Linked DNA regions of Mus musculus: all the other regions are linked to region 1. A link is a contact called in public Hi-C and HiChIP or PLAC-seq data. All regions are on one chromosome and are shown on one strand. Each heading gives the region's core, a stretch centred on a gene start, on an enhancer-like site or on the middle of the called end of the contact. The rest is flanking DNA. Distances are from core to core; before and after follow the strand shown.

The links. A called contact is a pair of places that touch in the nucleus more often than the background predicts. HiChIP or PLAC-seq counts read pairs in DNA pulled down with a chosen protein or histone mark.
Region 2: a Hi-C map of rod photoreceptor shows a contact between it and region 1, with 2.2 times the contacts expected there. The contact joins the enhancer-like site here to the promoter of Mis12 in region 1. A contact is called at or near these places in 10 of 39 promoter capture datasets (the 3T3-L1 cell line, cranial neural crest, embryonic stem cells and 6 more), 1 of 15 datasets of contacts at CTCF or cohesin (pro-B cells), 5 of 484 Hi-C or Micro-C datasets (CD4 T cells, cerebral cortex, embryonic stem cells and 1 more), 5 of 115 datasets of contacts at active chromatin or transcription factors (astrocytes, embryonic stem cells, forebrain and 2 more) and 2 of 9 other capture datasets (adipose tissue and embryonic stem cells).
Region 3: a Hi-C map of B cells shows a contact between it and region 1, with 7 read pairs. The contact joins the promoter of Xaf1 here to the promoter of Mis12 in region 1. A contact is called at or near these places in 3 of 39 promoter capture datasets (embryonic stem cells, hippocampal neurons and liver) and 1 of 484 Hi-C or Micro-C datasets (B cells).
Region 4: a FOXA1 HiChIP or PLAC-seq map of pancreatic cancer cells shows a contact between it and region 1. The contact joins the enhancer-like site here to the promoter of Mis12 in region 1. A contact is called at or near these places in 6 of 39 promoter capture datasets (cranial neural crest, embryonic stem cells, hippocampal neurons and 3 more), 6 of 484 Hi-C or Micro-C datasets (B cells, embryonic stem cells, erythroblasts and 1 more), 11 of 115 datasets of contacts at active chromatin or transcription factors (the 230-238 cell line, differentiating embryonic stem cells, embryonic forebrain and 7 more) and 2 of 9 other capture datasets (adipose tissue and embryonic stem cells).

Annotation. Positions count from the first base shown.
Region 1 is chr11:71,015,027-71,020,952 of GRCm38.p6, reverse strand. Mis12 (MIS12 kinetochore complex component) reads right to left here and starts at 1,342. Exons shown (of 3, transcript NM_025993.3): 1 at 764-1,342. It overlaps Derl2 (Der1-like domain family, member 2), which reads left to right and starts at 1,650. Exons shown (of 7, transcript NM_033562.4): 1 at 1,650-1,809; 2 at 2,576-2,641; 3 at 5,153-5,226. The coding sequence starts at 1,717.
Region 2 is chr11:72,021,166-72,027,750 of GRCm38.p6, reverse strand. It overlaps the pseudogene Gm23226. Among named protein-coding and RNA genes, the nearest start is that of Aipl1, 13 kb to the left of the region's middle. Within about 2 kb of position 3,135, at least 13 of the 459 cell types and tissues checked have an H3K27ac peak or open chromatin away from gene starts, as enhancers often do. A contact at or near this core is called in neural stem cells and rod photoreceptor, where this site is marked.
Region 3 is chr11:72,299,546-72,305,621 of GRCm38.p6, reverse strand. Xaf1 (XIAP associated factor 1) reads right to left here and starts at 3,993. Exons shown (of 6, transcript NM_001037713.4): 1 at 3,913-3,993; 2 at 2,160-2,295; 3 at 761-956. The coding sequence starts at 3,944.
Region 4 is chr11:72,192,206-72,199,052 of GRCm38.p6, reverse strand. It overlaps 4933427D14Rik (RIKEN cDNA 4933427D14 gene), which reads left to right. Exons shown (of 19, transcript NM_001361564.1): 3 at 90-690; 4 at 3,164-3,270; 5 at 4,431-4,493. Among named protein-coding and RNA genes, the nearest start is that of 4933427D14Rik, 12 kb to the left of the region's middle. Within about 2 kb of position 2,397, at least 49 of the 459 cell types and tissues checked have an H3K27ac peak or open chromatin away from gene starts, as enhancers often do. A contact at or near this core is called in adipose tissue, pancreatic cancer cells and trophoblast stem cells, where this site is marked.

The sequences.
Region 1 (5,926 bases), core at 93-2,592:
TGTATCTACCAATACTCTAACTTTTGTGAATTTGGTAGTCATAAACTTGTTTTTCTTCCCTATAGAGCTAAGAGTATTCCCAGGGCCTTTGTACATACCAGTACGCACTCTAGCACGAGATTCCCAGACCCACACTGTATTTTGAAGACTAAGACCATATGGCTTCGCATACTGTTTGGACACTGAAACTACCTCCACCTTCCACCTTCACATATGTTGTTTCTATTGAGATGACTTTCCTAAAGACTGTATTTTCATTATCTGAATAGATTGGTCATCTGTTACAAATTACCCAATCAACTGACCACTTGCACCCTATAATTCTCTTAAGTTTGCACTCTAACTTTGCCTCCAAGTTTTCACCATTCCTGGATTGATGCGCCATGATTACATAACCAAATACCTACATCCAAACTTCCAGTTTTGAGAAAAGTTCCAATGTTGCCTTTTCTCTGTTGGACACTGCCAATGCTATAATGAGGCAGTAGCTATAAAGATGCAGTTTTACCAACAAGTTGCTAAGACCACTCCCCAGTGTTTGCTCCCATTCTACGTTGTCCACACTGGCCTAGAACTTCAGGATGGAACAAATCCTCTGGCTTCAGCCTTCAGAGTGGCTAGGAGCCACAGGTCGGTTCAACTACTTTCAGCTTTCTAGTCTTCCTTCTAAATGCCATTCTCTCCAACTTTTTACTTGGTTCCTACCAGTCTTGACGGTCGCATTTTTTTGTCCCACAATTTTTAAAGCTTCTTTATAACTTACTGAACACGTCTGCCACGGTCAGGATAGTCTTTGCTCCAGCCCAATCTAATTCTATTTTCTTTCCTTCAAGTAAGCATGCAGTAGGCGCAGATTCCAGAGCCAGTTCGAATACACATCCCTGAAGAACCGCCTCCGCTTTCCCTTCATCTACCGTCTCTTCTCTGCTAGATTAGAGTTCCTGCGGCTGAAGATAAACATGAGAGGTCCTCACACCGTCTCGACGAATGTAATGGACTTCAGAGCCTACGACCGCCACAGACAAGGCCCAGAAACCGCAGAACGGGAAGCGCTTCCTTCAGCTCCAGCTCCCGTACTACCCCGCGGCCGCGATGCATGCCGGGAACTCTAGGTCTCCGTACCCAGGCCGGCCAGACCGGAGGGATTCCCTACAGAACGCTCCGCCGCCCCGACGCCACTCCTCGGTCCCGCCCTTTCCGCTCCTCCTCGGAGAGCACACAGCCCCTACCGAAGCGATCCCGGGAGTGATGGATTCCGCCCCACACCGGCTTCCCGCCACTTCCTTCAAGCTACACTCAGCGGCTGGAAGAAGGCGGTAACACCGGCTCCTCCGAATCGACTGAGACCTGCCTCTGCGAACGAACGCCAAGGCGGGCTGGATCGCACTCCTGATTGGCTAGCCGTGGGTCAAAAGGAGCCACTGCGATTGGTAAAAGGAAGGCGACAAGGAGGGAAAGCTAGCTGTGGCCGGCAGGGATTGGCGGACGGAACTGGTCCTTCTCTCTGCGTTGGTAGGCGGAGAAGTAAGGATGGACCGACGCAGAGGCGCAACTCTTGATTGGTGGGTGAGCGGCCCCAAGGCGCCAGCGATTGGTGGCTGTCCGAGTACGCAGCGCTGATTGGACAGGAGTGGGTAGGCTGAAGGCCAGCTTTGAGTCCGCCCCGCCGCCTGGCATACTGGCGGAAGGGGAAGGGGGGCAGGCGCGGTGGGAAAGATGGCGTACCAGAGCCTCCGGCTGGAGTACCTGCAGATCCCGCCGGTCAGCCGCGCCTATACTACCGCCTGCGTCCTCACCACCGCGGCCGTGGTGAGCAGCTGTGGCGCCACATCCTCTTTTTCCAGGCTAGCTATGACTGCGTCTTCAGAAAACGGGTTTGGGCCGCGGAGAAGCCCAGTGGGTCTGGTCCCAGGGGTGGGTGGAGACATCCGGAGCTGACTCTAGGGTTTGGGATATTCCCAAGGGTGCCAAGCCAGTGACCTGAGAAGGGTGTGCCCCTTCGTGAAGGGCCAGGTCAGTTTCAGACAAATGAAATCCAGACCTGTAGTGAATCAGAAGTGCGGGAGCCGCCCACCCAAAAATGTGTCTGAGAGGTCCAGGTGACTAGTGGGAGTGAGGTCCGCTAGGTTCACAGACTATTATATTGAGTATAGAAATCTCGAGCTATCTGGAAACATCTTTCAAAAGACGGCCTATGGATATAAGTGTCTGGCCGCTTGTACCTATCCCTAATGGTAGCAGGGTCTTAGTTAAACCCCTTATTCCGAGTTGTCTCACCTAGCTGAGGTGGTGACCACGTGACGCACAGATTTGTAAAAGATGCTGTTGGCTTGTCTCTAAAATATGCTCACCCGCCTGCCTTATAGCATCCTCAAATATTGCAACATCAAACTGACATTGTGTGTTTATACAAAACGGTTGTGCAAATTCTAAAGAATCTCTTACCAGCTGTCACAAGCAAGACAGAAATGTATTCCAAGGGACAGAAATGATTAGATCTACTCATCCTTCGTGGTTCATGATGAAATTTTGTTTTGCGGTTGATCGGCTTCAAGAAGCTCTTTTTCCATTTCAGCAGTTGGAATTGATCACACCTTTTCAGTTATACTTCAATCCTGAATTAATTTTTAAACATTTTCAAGTAAGTGGTCTATATAGCAACTGTGATTAATGTTTTCATTATCTTTTTTTTTTTCGTATCGTTTAGTAAGTAGTAAATCCTGTGAAATAGAGTCTCAAAAAAAATAACCCAGTAGGGGAATCTCTGATTACAGGTCTTTTTGAGATGTAAAGAGGGCATTCCACAGCCTGGTTGGACTCTAGAATGGTTTGAGAGCTGCTAAGTATTTGGGAACTCCTTATATACCAAACTAGAGTTGCCAGGGGGGAGCCAGGTGCAGACAGAGCAAGCAGGAGGATGGCAGGTGCTGGATAAGCTTGAGCTAGAGAGAGAGAGAGACTGTCTTAAGAACATAATTTTTAGTGTGTCTTTGATGTGTTGAGATTTTATATTTGACTACAACTAGTTAAGAACTAATGTGGCCATAGTCCCAGCAGTCAGGAACCTGAGCCCACCTTGAACTACATACCAAGGAATTGTCTCAACACACAAACAACAGGAACAACAACCAACAACGACAACAACAGTAATAATAATGTGATCTGAGAATAGACTGATGAGCTGGCTGCCCAGGGAGTTTCACAGGATAGCCAGCCTTATTTTGTGTTTTTTCCACCCAGACACACCTACCTACCACTGTTGTTAGTCCTCTTGGGCCAGCTCATAAACTCAGTTCTGGTACAACTTTAACATTGATCTGTCTTCTAGAAGTCAGATTATCCTAACAAAAGTCTTATACCATTATCTAAAAGAGAATGTGACTTTCCAGATTATAGTTTGAAGAAGTCTTTTTTCCAGTAATTAAAATGCTAAAGAGATGTGTGTTTTCGTGCCAGGATGGTCATTTACACTCTAGGTGAAGTGGCTGTAATTCTGCTTTGTTGATGCTTTCCCCTGTCCCAGATGTGTTACACTCCCCTTGTACCGTTGAACTCTAGCTTGCCTTTCAAGATTCAGCTTTTGTGTAACCTCAGATACTTTATCTGTTAGAGCCTCTCTCACCTGTCAGTGTCCTCACTAGGATGAGAATTCTATAAACTCTGGATTGTTTGCATGTGAATAGAATGCTGGCTCCTTTTCACACTGCTGTGACAATATCTGACAAAGCAAACTTAAGAAAAAAAAAGGGTTTATTTTGGCTTAACAGTTTGTTGGTAAAGTCCACTGTGGTTGAGAAATTGTGGCATCCAGAGCTGCAGGCAGTTGGTCCCATTGCAGCCAAAGCTCTAAGTAGAGGTGCTCAATTCACTTCCTTCTGTTTAGTTGTCCTAGGACCCCAGCCCATGGAATGGTGCTCATCGGTGTTGTCCTTTCCACCTTGAGTGACTGAGTCTAGAAACTCCCCCACAGACATGCCCTGAGTTTGTCTTGAATGACTAGATCTGTCAGTATGAATTATCACAAGTAAATTACCAGTGATGAGGGTTTCAGGGTGTATAAAGCAGTCGGTCCTCTGATACCTTGACATTGTCACATCAGGATGCTTGTGGCCTTTGCTAGGACTGCTTCCTTCTGCTTTGTTTGGCTTAACTGCCTAGGGTCAGGTTCTTTGTTTTGTTTTTGTCTATTTTTCTAGATCGTTTATCTTGTAGCTATGGCTGGCATGACCCTCATGGTGTCCTCCTGCCTCAGCCTCTTGGTGTGCATCATTGTGCTTTTTTTTTTAAAAAACAGAGTCTCTTATGTAGCCTGGCAACTCTTGAGCTTAATGGCTCTCCTGTGTTCTTCCTGCCTGGACTCCTTAGTGCAAGGATTATAGACATAAGCAGCCATCCCTAGCTAAGGTCAAATTCTTGCATTAAGTTTGGAACTAGGAGTCTTCACCTATCTGCATGTCCTTGGGCAAGCTATAAGTTTTAAAATTCCTTCTATGTGAAGTGAGGATGGTCACCCCACCTTGCTTGCTTATCTCACATATGATAGTAAATTTTGTAAAGCTTTGTGAGTAGTTGTATGTTGAGTAGGTGAGATTGCCCCTGCATCTTTCCTTGTCTCTTAGAGCAGTAATTCTGTCTTGTACGGAAGTTGACTTGAAACCAGAACCTGGCTATTTATCCTAGAATCTTTCTACCAGTATGTTGTGGCTAATACAAAAACATTTCTTGGCAGCTTTACATACTGAATCCCTGAAATTTTTAGTACCTATAAACTCCTCATTTAGCACTCTGTTCTGCACACTAACCTACCTTTTACTCAGTAGCATAGTGTGGATTTTTGTGTTGTTAAATAGAAGATAATCATGATTTTGAGGTCTTTTTGTCCTATTGTCCATATTAATTTCACAGTCAAATTAGTATCTTGCGCGCGCGCGCACACGCACACACACACACACACACACACACACACACACACGCAGCACAGAACAAATCCAGAATCATCAGACTGGGTGTCCCATTTGAATGTGCCCACCTAGGACTTTGGAGCGTCAGAGTCAAAGGATGTTGTTTTTATCTTAGATAGAAATGTTTCCTGGTCATGTGTTTTACTTAATGTGTCTTTCTCTTGATTCCCTCCACCCGACTCCCCCTGCAGATCTGGAGGCTAATCACCAATTTCTTATTTTTTGGTCCAGTTGGATTCAATTTTTTGTTTAACATGATTTTTCTGTATCCTTTATTAAATAGAGTCAACATCAAAACTTTAGGTTATATAGTATGTATATAATTATATTAATACATATAAGACTTAGTATATACTATAAGTTGAAACTATTACTCTTGTTTATTTTTATAACATTTTAGTTATGGCTCCTGGGCCTGTAGTTTGTAATCACATCATAATGTTTTGAAACTGTTTGTAACTCCTTGTTTATACAGGAGGTTCCAGCTGTGAAAAGATATTAGTGTCCTTAAGTTGTGATTTATTATAGGCATATTTGTAAAATAACATCAGCACCAGCTGGCACAGTAGTGAAGCAGCGTGAAAGATCGGTAACTCAGCAGACTTTCCCCAGGTTTCAGAATGGCTTTCTGAGAGTGGGGGTTTTGATTGCAAGGCTAAAAGGACAGTGTCAGAATATCTGCTGGCTTGACACGTTTAGGTTTGGTTAAAGATAGGAAAAGCCGTGGTAGTTGAAGAGTGAAATGGCAGTTGGGTGTGCTGAGCTAGTCATTCCTCTTAGACCTGGTACTCCTGCTCGGCTGTGGGAGGCAGAGAGCCGTTAGGGATGGTGGGACTTAGGTCCTAAAATGGTTTCTTGTGTTTCCTGCAAAGAATATCATTCTGATAAGTTTCTAATGTGAGGCTTCCCATTATAGTTTTTATTTACTAGGAAATGGAGATGCTTAGCCTGCCTGGCCTGGAAAG
Region 2 (6,585 bases), core at 1,886-4,385, 1.0 Mb before region 1:
GCAGGAGAGGACAGAGGAAGGGACCTGCAGGAGCACATGAGGGAGTATCGTGAGGCCATTGAGCCCTGAACTGTGGAGTGGGAGGGAGGACAGAAGACCTTTACCACCTCCTCCAGCAGTGCTGCCCCAGGAGAAGCCTGGATGGTCCACACCACCAAGTACCTGCATGGCAGCTCTGAAGTGGCTAAGGGGCCTAGAAAGGAGCATTACTGAAGGGCCAGGAGTGATGGCCTCAGACTTCCCCTTTCCTCTTCTCCTCTCGCACCTTAGGGCTGGGGAATCAAGAACGAGCTGTATCTTACCTATAGTAACTATGGTTACATGATTTTCTGGGGTGCATAAAGAAATGTCTATTCACCCCAAATAGAGATAATACTGGCAGACTAAAAGAGGATTCTGCTTTGTAGACCAAAGCGAGCATTCTGAGGTTACTTAGATAGCAAGGGGCACTCAAAGGCAGCTTCTCTATGGGGAAGTCCCCTGGGCATCTATACCACTGAAGAGTCTCACTCCATTCAATTGTTTACCTCAGGGAAGGGAGGGGCCCTTGATCTCCTGAAGTCTGTGAGTCCCTCTCCACCCAAGATGCTAACAATTCCAATCTTGTGAAGGTCTCTTGGGAGTGAGTGACCACAGTTCAGATTCAAGATGGCAGTGGTCCCATCCAACCTGGAGACAGCTCTCTCTCTCTCTCACACACACACACACACACACACACACAAACACACACACATCACTAGATCCTTCCCATGCAAAGCTGCTAAATCCTGGCATCATCACCATATCATGACAGTCATGAGGAGCCTGGTTAGTGTCCAGTCTTACTTTGTTGAAAGCAGACATCTAGACTCTCCCTCCCAGGGCCTTGCCTGGGTTTGTAGCTGGAGGCCCCATGTTGAACCTTGATCCACTGGTCTGTGAGTGGTGGCATCAGACTGTCTGTCTGGGAGGCCATTTGGAGCTCTCCCTCCCCCTCCCACCTCTTCCCTGAAGGCAAGCACTCAGGCTTACTTCCCATGCTCTGAGTCTGCGCAGCTCTTGGCCTAATTTCGACCGCTCTGTTCCTTCTGCTGTTCTCATTAGTGAGAGACTGTGACGAGCAAGGAATCTCACCTTCCCTCTCACCACCAATAAAAATATCATCTGAGGATCAGCCTGAGTGCTTGTGTTTCCTCAGCCATGTCAAGGCTGTCGGCTCCCACCTGCAGGGTAGAGGTGGCGCGTGCTGCGTGCGTGCGTGCGTGCGTGCGTGCGTGTGTGTGTGTGTGTGAGTGTGTGTGAGTGACTGATATGTCTCCCCCAGTGAGAACCATGGGCACCCCTTGAAAAATTCATAACCATGCTGCCTGGTGAAAGTTAGTAGTCCAGCCTGCTGCTGGGCAGGAAAGGGAGACACAGTGTCTATCTGGCTGGGGTCATGACTACAGGCCTTCTAGCCCCTTCTGGTGTAGCCAATGAGGCATCCAGACCCTAGGTAGGGAAGGCAGAGGTTTGTTTTTGTCTTTCAAGACAGGGTTTCTCTGTATAGCCTTAGCTGTCCTGGAACTCACTCTGTAGACCAGGCTGGCCTAGAACTCAGGGGCTTGTCTCTGCTCTCTTGCCTGCTGGAATTAAAGGTTGTACACCATCACCAAGAAGGTGGAGGTTTGGGTTAATTGAGTTCCACAAAGCTTACTGGTGGATGGAACCCGTTAGCTCCCTCTTTCGGCAGATGGCTGTAAATACAATTTCTGCAGCTCTGCTCAGCCTATCAGTGCTGTCCACAATGCATTCATGTTCATTAGAAGAAAAAAATGTGTGAACGTGAATGTCTTCTCACCATCCTCGGAAGGACACAGGTACCAGAATCAGATGGCCAGGAGCTTTGTTTGCTCTACCTCCATTTGTGTTCAGCTGGGTTCTGCGCTGTAGGATTCGAGATGTCCTTCACCAAGGCTTCTCATAAGCCATGCAGAGAGTCCAGGCAGGAGCTGACGTGGCCATTCCTCTTTTCTGAGCATCTATCTTGAGTCTTCCCTCCCTTCAGACTATTTTTTTTTGTCACCCAAGAAGGGAGAGTTGTTTTTGTGATTTTCAAGGGCCCTCCTCATGACAAAGGAGGTAAGCTTGAGACCCAGGGAGGACAGGGGTATAGGGCTGCTCCAAGACTGAAGGTCTGGGAACCGGGAGTGTTGCTGTGTAATCCAAGGCCTGGGAGTCAGGACAGCTGGAGTGTAAGTTCTATGCCCCAAGCCCGAGACAGGCAAGCAGGAGGGAAGGTGGACTTGCTTGTTCTAGTCAGACCTTCAGCTGACTGGCTGAGGCCCACCCACAGGAGGAAGGTAATGTGCTGTGCTCAGTTGGCTAATTTAAATGTCAGCCCATCACAAATGCCCTCATATAGATGCCAGGGATAATGTTCACCAAACATCTGGCACCTGAGGGCCCATTTAAGTTGATACAAGAATGTCACCTATCAATTCTGGAGGCTAGATGCTGACTATCAAGGCATCAGTGGGTGGAACCTCTAAGGTTTAGAGTGAGAAGCTCGATCTTGTCCCAGGCCAGTCCCCTGAGTGTTTGCACTCACTAGTGTCTTGAGTTCTAGACACACCGCTGTCTCCACACTTTCCTTTTAGAGCATTCTGAAGGCCCTCACCTGAGAGGGTGTTACTGTCACGACGACGAGGCATTTGTCTTTCATGCTGCATGGGACAAAACAGGACAGATTAGATACAGAGTAGGCTGGGCATGGGGCTGGACTATGGTCAGTCTAGGCGAGGACAGGGTTGGGGTGGGGTGGGAAACCTATATAGACCAGGATGTCTTAGGAGAAAAGCTAGGTGCTCAGACAGGATCTTGGAAACCAGTGAGGAGTCTCTGAGAAGGGAAAAGATCAAATCAGCTTTCTAGAAAGATCTTTCTGTGGCAAGTTTGAGCTTGTATTGAAGGAGAGAAGCATTGAGACTCCTGCAGTAGCTCAGGCAAGAAACAGTGCTGCCAGAGAGGAGACTGGTGAGGTGGGTGCAGCTAATGTGGCAGAGAGGCTTGGCACTGGCTGTTGCAGTTGTACACAACACCACACGCAGAATCCCAGCCTTCCCACCTTTAACCTCATTGTGTCTACTTTAGATATGTGCAGTGCTTACCGGTTCCCAGTAGGTGGCAGGCAAGGGATTGAAGAAGGCACCTCTGTCTGATTTGCATAGATCCCAGGCTGACCAGGTCAGAAGCCGGAGTCATCTCAGAAATCCCATGGATTTGATTTTGAAGGACAGGACTTGAAGACATCCAGTTCTGACTCTAGACAGTACCAGGGGTCAGAGTCAGTGACAGCCAGATGATCTTGGAACCCTGTGCCTTTCTCTCCAGCTGAACACTATTCATTAAAGCAGTTTATAAAACCAAGGGGCTAGGGCTAGGGGGTCCCTGGTTAAGGTAGAAGGATGGGAAGTGTCCTTTGGGCTGGACATCCAGACAGTTTGGAGGGATTGAGTTTCATTCTTGGTGCCCTAGACAAACGAACCTGTCAAGGTTTCCCGGGGTTCTGTCTTGTAGGCAAAGAAGAGGCTCCCCTTTCAGCTACAACACAGGCTTCCTGTTCCTCTCTCTAGTTTATATTTTATTTTTACAAACCTCGATAGTTATTTCTGTAGTTTCTGTACAGGTTTAAACTCCCACCCCATTTGGCTGATGACAGTCATTCTGACTGGGGCAAGAAGGATTCTCGAGGCTGTTTCAATGATCATTTTCCTAAAGGCTGGGGATGCCGAATGCGTTTCAGTCGTTATGGACCGTTCGAGTTTCTGTTTTTGAGAAGATGTGTTCTTTTTAGCAGCTCATTTGTTCACAGGGTGATTGTGTTTCTGGAGCTTTTCTGCTGAGCCCCCCCCGCCCCCCCCCCCCCCCCGCCAATCATGTTCCTCAAGTAGCCTGCAGGGGGCACTGTTGCATGCTGGCATTTTGGACCTCGATTCAGCTGATTTTTATCTTTTCAGTTTTTTACAATGCATCTCCCACTTTGCAGTGAGAGGTCTGACGGTAACCTATTCGGAGCCGGGGTTTATGGCAGCAGGCTTCCTGGCTTCAGACTTGAGCTGTCATTCCTAGCGGCCTGGTCTCTCACAACTTGACCTGTAGCATTGTGCTCCCAAACTCTGCATGGTGACATGTCGGTGATTTCCAAAAACTATGTATAACTGTTCCTCTTTGTTTCTCTTGGCTGTCCCCTTGCCTCCGACAAGGGGGTCACTGTTGCCAGTCTGTGTTACATTGGCTATAAATCACTGATGATAATGATCAGCCAGGGGTCCCCTCAGATACCATAACCTGTCCTCTGTCTCCACATATAGGGCCAGAATAGAATGGAGGCTAAAGAGCAAGGAATAGTCAGACAAGCCTGGGTTCCTAACCAGCTCTCAACATTTACTAGCTGCATGGCCATGTGCGCGCACACACACACACACACACACACACACACACACACACGCTCAATTTAAAATCTAGATTCCTTAGGTGAAAGAACACGGTGTGATGTTTTTCCTCTCCAAGTCTGGCTTGTTTCAATTGACAAAATGATCTCTGGCTCCATCCCTTTCCCAGAGAATGTTATGATTTAATTTTTCTTCCCAGATGGATAGAATTCCACCATGCATAGGGGCCACACTATCTTTATCCAGTCATCTGTTGAAGCACCCCTAGGGTGGTTCCATTTCTTGAATAGGGCAGGAACGAGCAGGCTCCTTGTCTGTTGAGGTGTGTGTTTACCCAGTGGCATAGCTGGGTCATGTGATAGTTCTATTTTTAGCTTTTTAAATACATGTATTTACTTCAGATGGAAGAAGGGACTTGCCACAGCACATGTGGCAGTCAGAACAACTTGTAGGGGTTGCGTCTCACCTTCTAAAAGGCACCACAAAGCCGACGGCAGTGCCTTGCCGGTCCGTGTTATTAGGCCTAAGGGCCTCGTCCATTCTTGTGAAGGACTGTGTTGACTTTCTCCCCTTTCACACAACACAAATGTTTACTTTTTTTTTCCCTCAGAAACTTCCATATTGACTTCTATAATGGTTACATGTGTTTACCTTATAATCAGCTGTGTGATTTTGTACAATTTGCTTAACGTCTCTGAGCTGCTGTCTCCTTTGTACACACAGGACTCTGACTTTTGCTGTTTCATTGAAGTACCTCGATAGGCTGAGCATTGTGATGCACAGCGTCTGCTTCGCTTACAGTGACCTTTATGTACAGCACTCTGGGCTCACTTGTGAGCTCACCTTGCCACACCTAGCATCCCTAGCCCTCTGTCTTCTCAGGTGTCCTCTGTATCCCCAACTCCTTAGCTTTAGGTGAGAGCAAACATCTCAGCTCCCTGCTCTGCCAGCTCCAGAACGAGGGAGCTCCAGCTTCCTGGCTATGGAACTCGCCGCCTGCTCTGTCACTGTGCAACCTGTCACCATTGTCCCCTTTCTGTGATAAATATTCCAAGTGGCCAGTGCACAGTGTTCGCTTCTTCCATAGCTTCTCTTTAGGACCCCTTTGGGGGAAATCGAAGCAAGACAAGTGACATGGACTCCTAGCTTGGTATTCATTCTGTTAGTGACTTCACATCTGTCTCGTAGAAAGGCCGCTGTTTCCTGTTCTGGGAAGTCACAGCTTTGGCTGATAGTGTGTGTGTGTGTGTGTGTGTGTGTGTGTGTGTGTCCACTGCATAGGAGCTCCCAGAAGGCTGCTGTCCTGGGATGTGCAACTGGCCTGATGTTCAGAGGGAGGGAAGATCCTGAAAGACATCCTTTGGCCCTGCAAGAGCAGGAGGCTTGGGAGAGGGTGGTGGCAGCCGCTTCCCACATTGTGAGGCAGTCACAGGGGATACTTGGGCCAAGAGGACTTATTTGATGGAATGGCCCTCCTCCCCAGGGTGTGGTGGTCGCTCACTAGCAACTTCTTCTCCTAAGGGGACCACCGTGAGGCTCTAGAGCCAAGTCACCACAAGAAGGATGAGTTTATAAATGAATGCATTGTTAGGTCTATGTAGATCAGGCTGGTCTCAAATGTGCTATGTAGCCAAAGGTAGTGCAGGACTAAACCCAAGGCTTTTTGCACTTTAAGTAAGCTCTCTGCCCACTTGCCCACTGAATGTTGTATGGAGGCCCTATATGAGGTTATATATATATATATTGCCTATCTGGTCTAGGTATGGAGGCTTTGGGTGTATCAGGTGAGAAGGAGTGAGACTGTTTCTTGGTCTCAGTGGGACTGTGGGATCCTGTGAGGAACTGATTCAGGTGAATAGCCCAGCATGTCCCCATCTGGAGGGGAAGGTAGCTTTATATGAAGCCATACACACAGAAATGTTATCGAGACAGTCAGTTATCCTAGCCATCAGAGGTCAAGGCTAAGAATATTGGAAGTTTGAAGTCAGCCTGGTTGACACAGCAAAACCAAATCCAGAACTCACAAAGAGGGCCAGGGAGAGTCAGAGGCATCAGGGCTCCCTGCACAGTACATGTGAGTGATCTGTAGCAACGGCAGAATGATAGAGAGTTTAGGAGGCAGAGTGCAAGTGCTGATAAGCACTGGAGGGAGTGGGGGAAGAGGAGGCCATGG
Region 3 (6,076 bases), core at 2,744-5,243, 1.3 Mb before region 1:
GTGGTTTGAATGAAAACACTCTGCCCTGCTTGTGAGCTCATGTGTTTGAACACTTGGACCTTAGCTACTAAAATGCTGTTTTGGGAAGTTGTGGCACCCTTCTGAGATAGAGCCTCCCTGGAAGAAGTCAGACACTAGGTTCAGGTTTCTTAGCCCAACCCCACATCTTGTGCTCTCTGCTTCCTGACTGTGGGTTCAGGGAGACAGTGAGGAGTACCTCATGCTGTGATCATGTCTTCCCCAACACATCAAGGCTGTTATGGCCTCACACTGTGAGCCACAGTAAACCCTTCCATCCTCAAGCTGCTTCTGCCTCTCTCTCTCTCTCTCTCTCTCTCTCTCAAATTACAGAATGATAAAAACATTCAATAGCCTAGGATCCAGCTCGGTGATGGAAACTGGGGTGTCCACTTTTGTTTCCTGATCTCTCTGTATGTTTTCATCTAGAGGTGCACCTTACCAGGCTAGCGCCATGTCCTTGGAACGAAAAGAAAGCCCTACATGTTTAGGATTCCCTATGGCTTTCTCCCTCTTCAGTGTGAGTTCTTATAACCCCCCCCCCCCCGCCTCTTGTTTTCCCTGATTAAGTCACTGAAGACTGCTGCAGACACACAAGAAGGCTACTCCAGTTTAGTGGAAACACACAGAATAGACACACCTCCCCTGTGCAGTCAAGGGTTCTACTTCTTGCATCCTGCCCAGGAGACTGTCTAGCCCTGGAAGCTGCCCTCTCCCTCTCCAGCTTCTCTCTGCTGCTCACCTTCCTCAGGCCTGCCCTTTGCACTCAGACACATGGCTTTGTGCTGAGACAGTACTTGGAGTGTGATGGGCTGGTTGCAGTGTGGACAATGCTCTGTCCGGCTGCCACAGTGGGACTCATGGACATCCAGATTGCTAAGCTGCACGGCCAGCTCACAGAACTTGCACTTGGCAGGGTGCTGTTGGCTTTCCTTGGTCTGTGGGAAGATGGAGGACATAGACCCAACCTCTAAGGGAACTGAAGTCAATCAAAGAAAATATTGGCAAGGGTCAGAGGCACAGAGTGTCCTTGGGGATTATGAACTCCTTAGACTCATTATTCTAGTTTATTTTCTGTTGCTGTGATAAACATCATGACCAAAAGCAACTTGGGGAGAAAAGGGTTTATTTCATTTTATACTTCAACACCACAGTCTACCATTGAGGGCCAGGACAGGAACTCAAGGAAGGAACCTGGAGGTAGGAATTGAAGCAGAGACCATGGGGGAGTTGCTGCTTACTGGCTTGTTTGGCTTGTTTTCTTTACAATCCAGGACCACCTGGCACAGTGGACTGGGATTTCTCAATTCAGTTATTTATCAGGCAATTGCCTGGAGATGCACCCACAGGACAATCTGATGGAATTCTTCAACCGAGATTCCCTCTTCCCAGGTGTCCACAGCCCATGTCAAATTAGCAGAAATTAACTCATGGATGGTGGAAATCTCCTCTGTCAAGCATGTACATATGTATGTAAGTATGTTTGCATGTATGTATGTTTGTATGTATACATGCATATATGCAAGAATATATTCAGATGCAGATGAATCTGCATCTTTCGGGTAGGATAGTCCTTCATCATTCTCCTGGCCTCTCAGGTGGGGAGATAATGGTGGTGGTGGGAATTTTTATGACTAGCCTCTCTGTCTTTCAACCAGGTTATCCTATTTGCCTATAGAGAAGAATTCACTCCTACTCCAGAAAGGGAGGGCTTGCACAAGCTGCTGACATAGTCCAAACTACTCAAACTGTTCTGGCTAGTTTTATATCAACTTGACTGAAGTGTTTGTTGGGTCAGCTTGAATCTAAATGGATGCCTGAACTTGATTCTCAGAAAGATAAAGCCGCAAGAGACTGACTCAAAAAGGTAGGAAAGAAGACTGAGATGGGCCCTCCTGCCTCCTCCTTACAAGTCTCTGAAGAACAGTTAGCCTTTCTTTATATGGATCCTTTGTTCTGCCAGACCCATAGTCTTGGGGTAGCAAGAAGAAAGGGAGAAACTAGGGACAGCCTCAGGGTAACACAAACAAAAAACAGAGGCCAAACATGGAGGGGCTAAATAACTTACCCACCAGGCCAGGGAAGGCTGGACTCCAGTTGTTGACCCCCCAGGCCTCTGCCCCACCTGCCCACCTGCTCACCTGCTGGTGCACAACTTCCATGTGCTCTTTCATCTTTGACTCTGGGATGGGCTCTTCACATTCTGGGCAAAGGACTATGAAGCGCAGGCAGTGGGCCTCGTGGAGCATGAAGTGGAGAGAGGCCACATTTCTTTTGCTTCAGGATAAAGTGGGGGTGGGGGAGAAAGAAAGGCACAGTGTCTTAGCATAAGACATGACGCCTTGTTGCATACCTGGGGTAAGCTCTTTCCAGGCCTGCGGCCTGGGGAAAACAGTGATGATGCTGATGATGCATTCCTATGCCTGCCAGTGCTGGTGAAACAGATAAGCTCGCCATCAGAAAATAGGTGTGAGGGCACTGTGCCTGGGAGAGGGGGAGGAAGAGGGTACCAGGGCAACAGGCAACTTTCAAGATTGATGATAGATTTCATTTCCTAGATTGTAAGATGGTTTCACAAATAAGTACTGTGTATCAAGATGTATATTTCAAACATGTACAAGTTAGCTAGGGCTGTTGGCACAGGGGTTCAGGAGCCTGAGTCAGGAAGATGGCTAGTTTAAGGCTTATCTGTGCTTATAGAGTAAGTTCAAGATCAGCCTAGGCAACTTAGTGATACTCTGTGTCAAAAGGAAAGGGAAAAACAGAGCCAGGGATAACGCAGCTCAGAGTGCTTGGCTGCTCTGTGCAATGCCCTAGGCTCAGTGCCTGGAACGACTCCTCAGCATCACCCCACAGAGACAGGGTTGGGGGAGGTAAAGTTCTATCCTTTTCCAGTTATCTCCTAGAAAGGCCATCACGAGAACAAGGGAGCACAGCAGTGCAGCTCTGCCCTGACCACACCTCAGACCCTCCAAGGGTTTCCCAACTCTCAAGAGCAAAAGTCCATCCACCACGCTGTCTCCCGTCCCTGGGCTCCCTTGCAGCTACCCAGAGAGCATCTGAGATGCAGGGGAGTCTTGTAGGGCAGGGTGTCCTCCTCTGATAGGCTCATCACCAGGAACGCTGCCAACCCATTCCATCTGCTCATGCTCACGGCAGCTCGGGAGAAAGGAAACAGGCTGTATCCTTAAAGGACCAATTGTTCAGGCCCTGTGATCTGGCTCATGGCCTCCAATTGTTCAGGCCCCTGTGATCTGGTTCATGGCCTCACTGCTGTTAGCCTGATCCAGCTGTCCCCACAACCGCACAGAATGACGTCCTTTGCTCTGTTTGCCCTCTCTGTTTTGCCTGCCTCCATACTCCATAGACCAGAGATCCTGAAAGGTGAAGTGGAACAAAGATCTCTGTGGAGCTTTACCCCAGTTACTGCAACAGGTGGGGTCTGCTGAGGAACCAGCTCTTTTTACTTGGAGGTGTGGTCCTTGCCTCCTGCTCAGCCCTCCATGTTCTATCTCCCAGCTCCTTTGTCAGGCGGAGGACAGGAATAACCCTGGAACATCTCTCAAAGGGTCCTCTCACAGATGGGTGGGAAGACCACGATGCCCCCCACCCCTGCTACGGATCTAAGCTCTGACAGGAATAGCCTGCTAGGGACCAGTCCCTCCATACTTCATGGCTAAAACTAGCCAGCCTGAAATACCCAAGCTAAGAGGGAACAGTGATATTGAGGTACCACTGAGCACTCTACTTAGAGATTTGGAACCTCTTCACTCCAGAGGTTCCAGTCCCCTTCGGCTTGCCCTCTGGTGTTGTACTTCATCCCCATCACTTCAGAATTTGTTTGCTCTGCCCTGCCCCTCTGTCTGGCCAGCCCTGGAGAAAATGCCTTCTTACCAGTTCCTGCACACTTGGAAGTCAGCCTCCATGGTCAAGCTTCCTGCAGTGCTTCTGTGGAGTTTCGTTTCTTTGCACACAGGAAAACAAAACTGAAAGTGTTTGCCCAGCCTGACTCACAGCGGCAGGGAGGAGACTTCAAAAATTCTCAGCTCAGGGCGGTTCCCAGATCCTGGCAGCTAGACACTCCCAGAAGGCCATTCTGCAGCATGGGCTAGTCCTCTGTCATGCCCCTTGTCCTGTGCAGCCTCTGTGCTACCGTGACTGTGACCTCCAGGGTGGGCGTTAGCTGTCGGGTTTCCTCTGGGCAGCACAACAATTCCTCCCTTTCTCCCCCTCCCTCCCTGACTGGCTTTGTTTCCATGGGGTCCCTGCCCACTTCTCAACCTGTGACTGACTCCTACTGTTTCTGTCTGGTCTCTCCTGAGATGCTAAGCTTGAGTCTGCTCTCTGAAGAAGAAGCTCCTGCAAGCTCTGTACCCCTGTGTGGGTTCCAGTTTGTGGTGACTTTGAAAACAAAGTCTGTGAGGAACTGAGCAGGGGGTTCTGGGTGCTGGATGCTCAGGCTACAGGGTTTGGGGCAAGTCTTGGGAATGGCCAGGGATAACTGTGTTGTGTCTCCTGAGGTTGTCCTCTGCTGGGAAACAAAACAAAGCAAACAATAATGGCAAACAATAATGTAAGCCAAGATGACAGAAACCATGAGGAGGTCTTGCTATCCCATGCTCACTGGTAAAATCGAGCAGCAAGGGGCTGAATAACCTGCACAGAAGTTCCCAGGTAACGTGGTCCAAGGTGTGACCCTTCTGCCACAGGCACGGAGCTGGAGGAGCTGTGCTCAGATCCAGACAAGATAACCAATTGGGAGCTTGAGTCACCTCAGCCTTCTGGATACTGTCTCCTGGCTGACCGGGTTACACTGGAGCTCCCAGGCAACTTTAAGGTCCAGGTGCTCCTAGAATTTGCATGCAAAACTGCTGCTGTGTCAGTATATGTTTGTTCCAGCGAGGTGCCACAGCCTCAGGCAGTTACCCAACAAGGCTAGCTGACCTCATGAGGTTCAAAGAAAACAAATTGTGTTAAAGGCAGCCCATGTCCAAAATTATCACAGTGCAAAATGATGGAAGTCAGTCGATTTGCTGGTTTCCTGTGTTCATTCCACCACCACCACCCCCCTTCCAAGGAAGAAACAGGGCGTCATTAGATAAATGAAAATGATCAAAGGGTTTTGGAGTAGAGGTAGCGGTATGGCACTTGCCTACCATGCATAAGGCTTTGGGGTTAGGATCTAACACACACACACACACACACACACACACACACACACACACACAGACACACACACACACACACACACATCACAAAGTATATCTCAGTGACAACTGATACATTCACAAATACAGCCGTGTACGGAATAATGATGTTTCTGTCAGCAGTGCAACTGTACATAGCACAGTAGCCATATAAGATTACACCTGAAGAACTGCAGAAGTCTTGTCACCCAGTGATGCTACACACAGCAGTGAATCACTTCCACTTGTGTGCCCTTGGCATGAATGCAGGGTGCAAGAAAGCAGAGAGGTGCGGGAACATGGTCAAGTTGCATTACATACATGCATTAAAATGTCAAATAAAAATGAAGAAAAAATATAGCACACATTTCATATATGGCTGGCTCAGCGGATAAAGGCACTTGCCATTAAACCTGACAGCTTGAGTTTAATCCCCGGGATGCACGTGGTGGAAGGAAGAACCAACTCCACTGAGTTGTTCTTTGATCTCTACACACACAAATGTTTTGAATATTGAGTATCATATTTGATAATCGTAACAGGCAGCTATGCTATTGGTTTGAGAACTTAACTATACTATGCTTCCTCCTGTCATTATAGAATGTATCTTCTTTACCTGTAAGTAAACTGTTAGTTGTTAGTAGTACAGCACTTGCTTAGCCTACACAAGGCCCTAGAGTCAATCCTTAGCATGGCTGAAAGAAAACAATAATTGTGGGAAGCCACATGTGCCGTTGCAGAGTGGCACTGACTACTGCTGGCCACCACGCATAAGTTTGGACAAACAACCAATGTGTACATATGCAGTAAAGTTTTTTGCAAAGACACTGCCTGGCCCGGGCATGATAATGAGGCTTTGAGAGTATAACCAA
Region 4 (6,847 bases), core at 1,148-3,647, 1.2 Mb before region 1:
GTGTGTGTGTGTGTGTGTGTATGTGTGTGTGTATGCTTTGCAATATATTATTTTTCTAATGTGAGCTTACTTTTATTTATTTCTTAAAGAACCAGCTGCAATTTAATAGGAATGTTCCTACAAATCCCAGCAACTTGGCAGTCCGGTACTCTTGCCCACATGGAATTAAAATTGAAAAACTGAAACACTCATACAATGAATTGAATCATGGTAAAGACTTGGATTTTAAAGCTGGAAATGAATTAAGCAGTTCTGTCTCATTTTCTGTCATATCAGAAGAGAGGCTTAGCTATGCTGTCCACCTAGCCAAGAGAGATGTAAAACGAAGACAATTTGAAGAACACGTGAAAGATCATCTCAGAAGTCTGCCCCATAGCTCTCACAAAGGTATGCACACCAAGGTGGAAAGGAAGGACTCCAAGAGTCAGGATGTCTGTCATTGCAGCCACCAGCCGTCCAGAGTAAGCCTCTCCAGCTCGGGCGCTAAGGTGTATGTGTACACATCTCAGCCAGGACGAGCTGATCTTACTGTGCCAAATTCACCACCTACCCATGATCCAGGACTTCAGCCGCAACCCAGAATAGAGGAGAACAAAAACCTGTGGGAACAGAAAGGCCTGCTAGAAGTTCAGCGACTCCAAAAGGAATTGAGTGGTTGTATCCGTAAGATAGAAGCACTAACGAAAAAAGGTGAGAAAAACTCAGTTCTTCATTTGATGAGATGCCATGGCCTGGGATAATTTAAATGCATTCATTTGTTTGGGCCTCCTCCCCCAATGCACACGCCAGCTGAGTTCTGCTGCCTCCTGTGAGCTAGTTGGTTCCGTAGAGCTTAGCAGCCACTCCAAGAGAGTTGGACTTGGAGTCTGACATAGGTCTCCTTTCTTTGATGAGTTTGCTCTGCCCACCCCCTGGGTGTGGATTGCCTGACCATACATCTAGCACCTACATACAAAGCATCCTATCATATTTGCTTCTTGAAAAATTATTTTAATTTGCTTTAAAAATACTATAGTATGGGCTGGTGAGATGGCTCAGGGGGTAAGAGCACTGACTGCTCTTCCAAAGGTCCTGAGTTCAAATCCCAGCAACCACATGGTGGCTTACAACCGCCCATAATGAGATCTGACGCCCTCTTCCTGTGTGTCTGACAGCTACAGTGTACTTATGTATAACAATAAATAAGTCTTAAAAAATACTATAATATATGTATATTGTAGATAAAGCCACATCATATATGACCACAGGGTAAAAGTAAGAAGTATAATCATTGTATACCATTTTCACAGTAGTTAGTAATGTCAGGGTCTTAGCATTTCCTTGAGAAGTAATAGATTCAGGAATGGAGAGTAGGGTTACTATAGCCAACAAGTAGACCATCAAGCCCAGCTCTTAGACAGTGGGGTGTGAAAAGTTGTGTAGCAAAAGGTGCTCCTGGGCTAGGATAGTACGTAGTCTAAAATTATATTTTGCATTTAAAGTTTAAACATATATGTTTGTTAGAGAAAAAGCGTAAATGTGTACCTGTTGGTTGACATAAGATAAAACTCCCACTGGGGATGTGGCTGGGTAGGAAAAAAAAAAGAGATGTACTAAGGGTGGGTACAGCTTCATCCCCTAGCTCTGGGACCAGCTACAGAGAAACTGCTACCAGTTGTAGACCAGCAATATCTGAAACAAAATGCAGCTGCCTGAGGAAAACAGCTTCCTCACACAGCCAGAAAATGTCGCCTCCAGTCTTCCTGATGAGCACATCCTATAATGCTTGAGCATCATGGGGCATTCAGAACATCTCCATAGAACACCCAGAAGTACTGTGGTTTGTTTCTCATTATCCCTTACTTTTGGTGTGTAGCGTAACCCCACCAGATGCTTTAGGTAGAAGGCAAGCTCCAGGGAACAGAGCTCCCAGGTCTCCTGCTCTGGTGATCTGGCCTAAGGCCAGGACCTTTAGAACTGAGTTAGAAGCTCTGTGGAGGCCAGGCTGACCTGGGTTACTTTGTTCCCTTAAGTAGTTCAGTGGTCACCAGTTGTTGGTGACTATGCTAGAAATGCCCTGACAAGGACAGATGCTAAAGGAGGCCTGCGGATGCTCAGTCTCAGTTCTGATTCAGAGGCCTGGGCTTCCCAAGCCCCGCTGGCTGCTTTACACTCACATCAAGGTGAAGAGTTAATCTCCTGCCAGAACCAGGTCCTGGTTCTGTTCTTACGGGTATGTGAGCTTGGATTTTCTCTCCACTGTGTAACTCAAATAGAGGTGGCGATGACTTGCCCTAGAGACGCCCATATGACTTTTTCCTGTGTATGTGCAACTTCTGGCTTCAAAGTTTTGCCTTTCTCAGCAGCCTAGTTGCCTTATTGTTCTTGTTTGACTCATTTCCGGCCTGTTGCTGGGACTTAAACCCACGCTTGCTTGGTGAGAGCTGCACTGTAGAGCTGCTCTTCACCCTCTCTCAGTCAGTGTAGCAGTCAGTGAGGAAATCCAACTCGGAATACATGCGCACAAGCAGAGCCGTGCTTTTATCAAACTTTTCTGTTAAGAGTTTTATAAAAGAATGTGTATAAATATATTTGGAAACAATAGTCTAGAAGAAATGGATAGATTGGCTCTCCCCTGGGCAGTATTCCAGAAATGGACTGCGTTGATCTTTACAGAAATATGGAGAGCCAGTGTGTACCAGAGTGAGTTTCTTGACATGTAGCTTGACACTTATACATCCAAATGACTTTAGCACTTCCATCTTAAAATGCTAGAGAAAGAATTTCTCATTTGGATTCAAGATAAATAATTCAGTAAAAATAATCTCACTTTACATGAAAATAATCCAGAAAAGATTTTTTTAAAATTTTTTTGAAAGACAGGGGAAGCATTGTACATTTGGCTCAATATAAAAGAGTTTTGACATAATGAACTTGCTGTCTATTGGAATTTGTTTTGGTAAATTCTGGTGCACAGGACAGCTTGCCAGCATCTTTGTGTCCCTTCTTTCCCTGAGTCTGTACACAGGTCACTCACTCAGTCTCAGCCTTGGCTGTTAGACGTTAAGTCCGCTAAGGCAGCCTCTCTGTTTCCTTAGTAAGACACGTCAGCTATTAATTACTCTATTAAGTACTTAAAGTGTCTGTGTGTGGTTTTTAACCTAATGTGGGGAAATACTTTCAGATAGACTAGAAGAGGCTTTGGATCCAGATGAAGAGCATCGAATCCGAGTCAGGAGACAGGAGCAAGCCGTGCGCTGTGCCCGCATGCTCTACGTTCTTCAGCAGCAGGTTTGGAAAAGCCAGGGAAGCTGGAGCAAGTGGCCTGCATGTGGATTTCTTAGAGACTTGTACTTACTTTTCCCTCAGTCACAAGGGCTCTGCATAAGCGCTAATGAATTTTCAGGGTCAATTTCCTAAACCTATGAACTAGTGATTCACATTCTTTTGACAGAAAGGTGTGTGTGTGTGTGTGTGACATGCATGTTGTTTTTAACTTTGGGGGCATAGACTATTGAGTCTACTAAAAGACATTTTTCCTTCTGAAAAAGTGCTTGTACATGTGACCCTGAGTCTTAGAGTGACTTTTCTATCTGTCGTAGTTTTATTACATGGGTTATTCTTTATTTTATGATAGAAAATGAAGAATATTGTCTTTCAAGAAACATTTAATGGTTAATAAACATCCATTTGCATTGGATTTTTGTGTGTGTATATATAATAGATTTTTTTAAAGTTTGTTTTAACTTTAACTTTTATTTGTTAATAAACCTTTAAACCCATTTTGGTCATTTAAAGCTACATGTTTGTTTTCATTGCTTGAACCAAAAGCTATATTTTGTTTGTTTGTTTAAAAGCAAATGTCATAGTTAGATTTTCTTATGTATTTTTTTTTTAATCCTATATTGGTTTTTATTTTACACCATTGCCACAAAAGTTGTTCTTGGCAAGTGCTATACCACAAGCTATTTCTATCTGAGATGGTTCTGAAACATAGATCTACCATGTCAGATTCTGTGTGTGTGTGTGTGTGTGTGTGTGTGTGTGTGTGTGTGTGTGTGTGTGTATGGTGTGAAAGGGTCTCTTACCATGTAGCCCTGGCTGGCCCAGAATTCAGATAACCACTGTCTATGCCTTCCTGGTGCTGGGATCAAATATATGTACTAGAACACCTAGTAGAAAGAAAAGTCTTTAGTGTGGCTCATAAGACTCAGCAAGCTAATCCTTCTGTTGGTCACTCATGGTGATTGGGGGCCTGAGAACAGTTCTGTTAACCGTTTTAAAGCAGAAATCATTCGGTGTTAGTAGATATAGGAAATGAGTAAGAAGCCTTTTCTCATTTTTAAGTGACTTGGGTTAGTAAGGGTTATGTTTGGATAAACCAGGGTCTGTTTTTCTATAAGATCAATGGACAGACATAAAAGCTTTGTTTCTCCCTTTTCATAAAACAGGTAAAAGAAATCCAGGAAGAATTGGATAAATTGAGTCCACAAAAAATTAAACATACTAAGAAGGTACGTTATGATCCTAATGAATGGCTATTAATAGCGTGCATTTACAGTGTTTACTCAGTGTTTCTGTATACCTGTTAGGGAGGGGCTGAAACAGCTCACTATGTGGTTACTCCTGGTATAGACAGGTCACTGTATGGCCATTCCTGGTATGCAGACAACAGGAGAGAAAAGAACTTGTTTCTAGAGAACATGAGGTTTTGCAAGTCTTTTCTCTATGAAAAAAGTTTTGTAACAGGGAGCACTTTGTGTGGCAGATAGACTCCAGATATTCCTTTTTTTTTTTTTTTTTTGAGAACATGGTTTTAATATTTTCAACTATTAATACTAACCAATAATTATTTTAAGATATATTTTGTTGTTATGTCTCCCTTTTCATTTCTGATTTTATTAATTTGGATACTGTCTGTGTGCCCCCTGGTTAGTCTGGCTAAAGGTTTATCTATCTTGCTGATTTTTCTCAAAGAACTAGCTCCTGGTTTGTTGATTCTTTGTATAGTTCTTTTTGTTTCCATTTGGTTGATTCCAGCCGTGAGTTTGATTATTTCCTGCAGTCTACTCCTCTTGGGTGTATTTGCTTCTTTTTGTTCTAGAGCTTTCAGGTGTGCTGTCAAGCTATTAGTGTAAGCGCTCTTCAGTTTCTTTTTGGAGGCACTCAAGAGCTATGAGTTTTCCTCTTACCACTGCTTTCATTGTGTCCCATAAGTTTTGGTATGATGTGTCCTCATTTTCATTAAATTCTAAAAAGCCTTTAATTTCTTTCTTTTATTTCTTCCTTGACCAGGTTATCATTGAATAGATTGTTGCTCAGCTTTCATGTATATATGTGTGCTTTCCCTTGCTTTTGTTGGTATTTAAGACCAGCCTTAGTCCGTGGTGATGGATGGGATAGGGTCCATGGTATTATTTCAGTCTTCTTATATCTGTTAAGGCCTGTTTTGTGACCAATTATAAGGTCAGTTTTGGAGAAGGTAATGTGAGATGTATTTACACAGTATCTTACATGAAGTGTTCTTCCTTATTTATTTATTTTTTGATAACTTTTGGTTGAAAGTTGATTTTATTCGATATTAGAATGGCTACTCCCGCTTGTTTCTTGGGACCATTTGCTTGGAAAATTGTTTTCCAACCTTTTATTCTGAGATAGTGTCAGTCTTTGTCCCTGAGGTGCATTTTCTGTGTGCAGCAAAATGGTGGGTCCTCTTTACATATCCAGTCTGTTATCCTGTATTTCTGGGGGAATTGAGTCCATTGATGTTAAGAGATATTAAGGAATAGTGATTGTTACTTCCTGTTATTTTTGGTGTTAGAGGTGGAATTATGTTTGTGTATCTATCTTCTTTTGAGTTGGTTGAAAGATTACTTTCTTGCTTTTTCTAGGGTGTAGTTTCCCTCCTTGTGTTGGTGTTTTCCATCTATTATCCTTTGTTGGGCTGGATTTGTGGAAAGATACTGTGTAAATTTGGTTTTGTCATGGAATATCTTGTTTTCTCCATCTATGGTTATTTAGAGTTTTGCTGGGTATAGTAGCCTGGGCTGGCATTTGTGTTCTCTTAGTGTCTGTATGAGATATGCCCAGGATTTTCTAGCTTGCATAGTCTCTGGTGAGAAGTCTGGTATAATTCTGATAGGTCTGCCTTTATATGTTAGTTGATCTCTTTCCCTTACTGCTTTTAATATTCTTTCTTTGCTTAGTGCATTTGGTGTTTTGATGATTATGTGACAGGAGGAATTTCTTTTCTGGTCCAGCCTATTTGGAGTTCTGTAGACTTGTATGTTCATGGGTATCTCTTTCTTTAGGTTAGGGAAGTTTTCTTCTCATTTTGTTGAAGATATTTACTGGCCCTTTAAGTTGGGAATCTTTGCTCTCTTCTATACCTATTATCCGTAGGTTTCATCTTCTCATTGTGTCCTCGGTTTCCTGGATGTTTCGTGTTAGGAGCTTTTTGCTTTTTGCATTTCTTTGACTGTTGTGTCAATGTTTTCTATGGTCTCTTCTGTCCTTGAGATTCTCTCTTCCATCTCTTATATTCTGTTGGTGATGCTTGCATCTATGACTCCTGATCTCTTTCCTAGGTTTTCTGACTCCAGGGTTGTCTTCCTTTGTGATTTCTTTATTGTTTCTACTGCCATTTTTAGATCTTGGATGGTTTTGTTCATTTTCTTCACCTCTTTGATTTTTGTTTTCCTGTAATTCTTTTAACGGATTTTTGTGTTTCCTCTTTAAGGGCTCCTAGCTGTTTACTTGTGTTCTCTTGTATTTCTTTAAGGGAGTTATTTATAACCTTCTTAAAGTCCCCTATCACCATCATGAGAAGTGATTTTAGATCTGAATCTTGCTTTTCTGGTGTGATGGT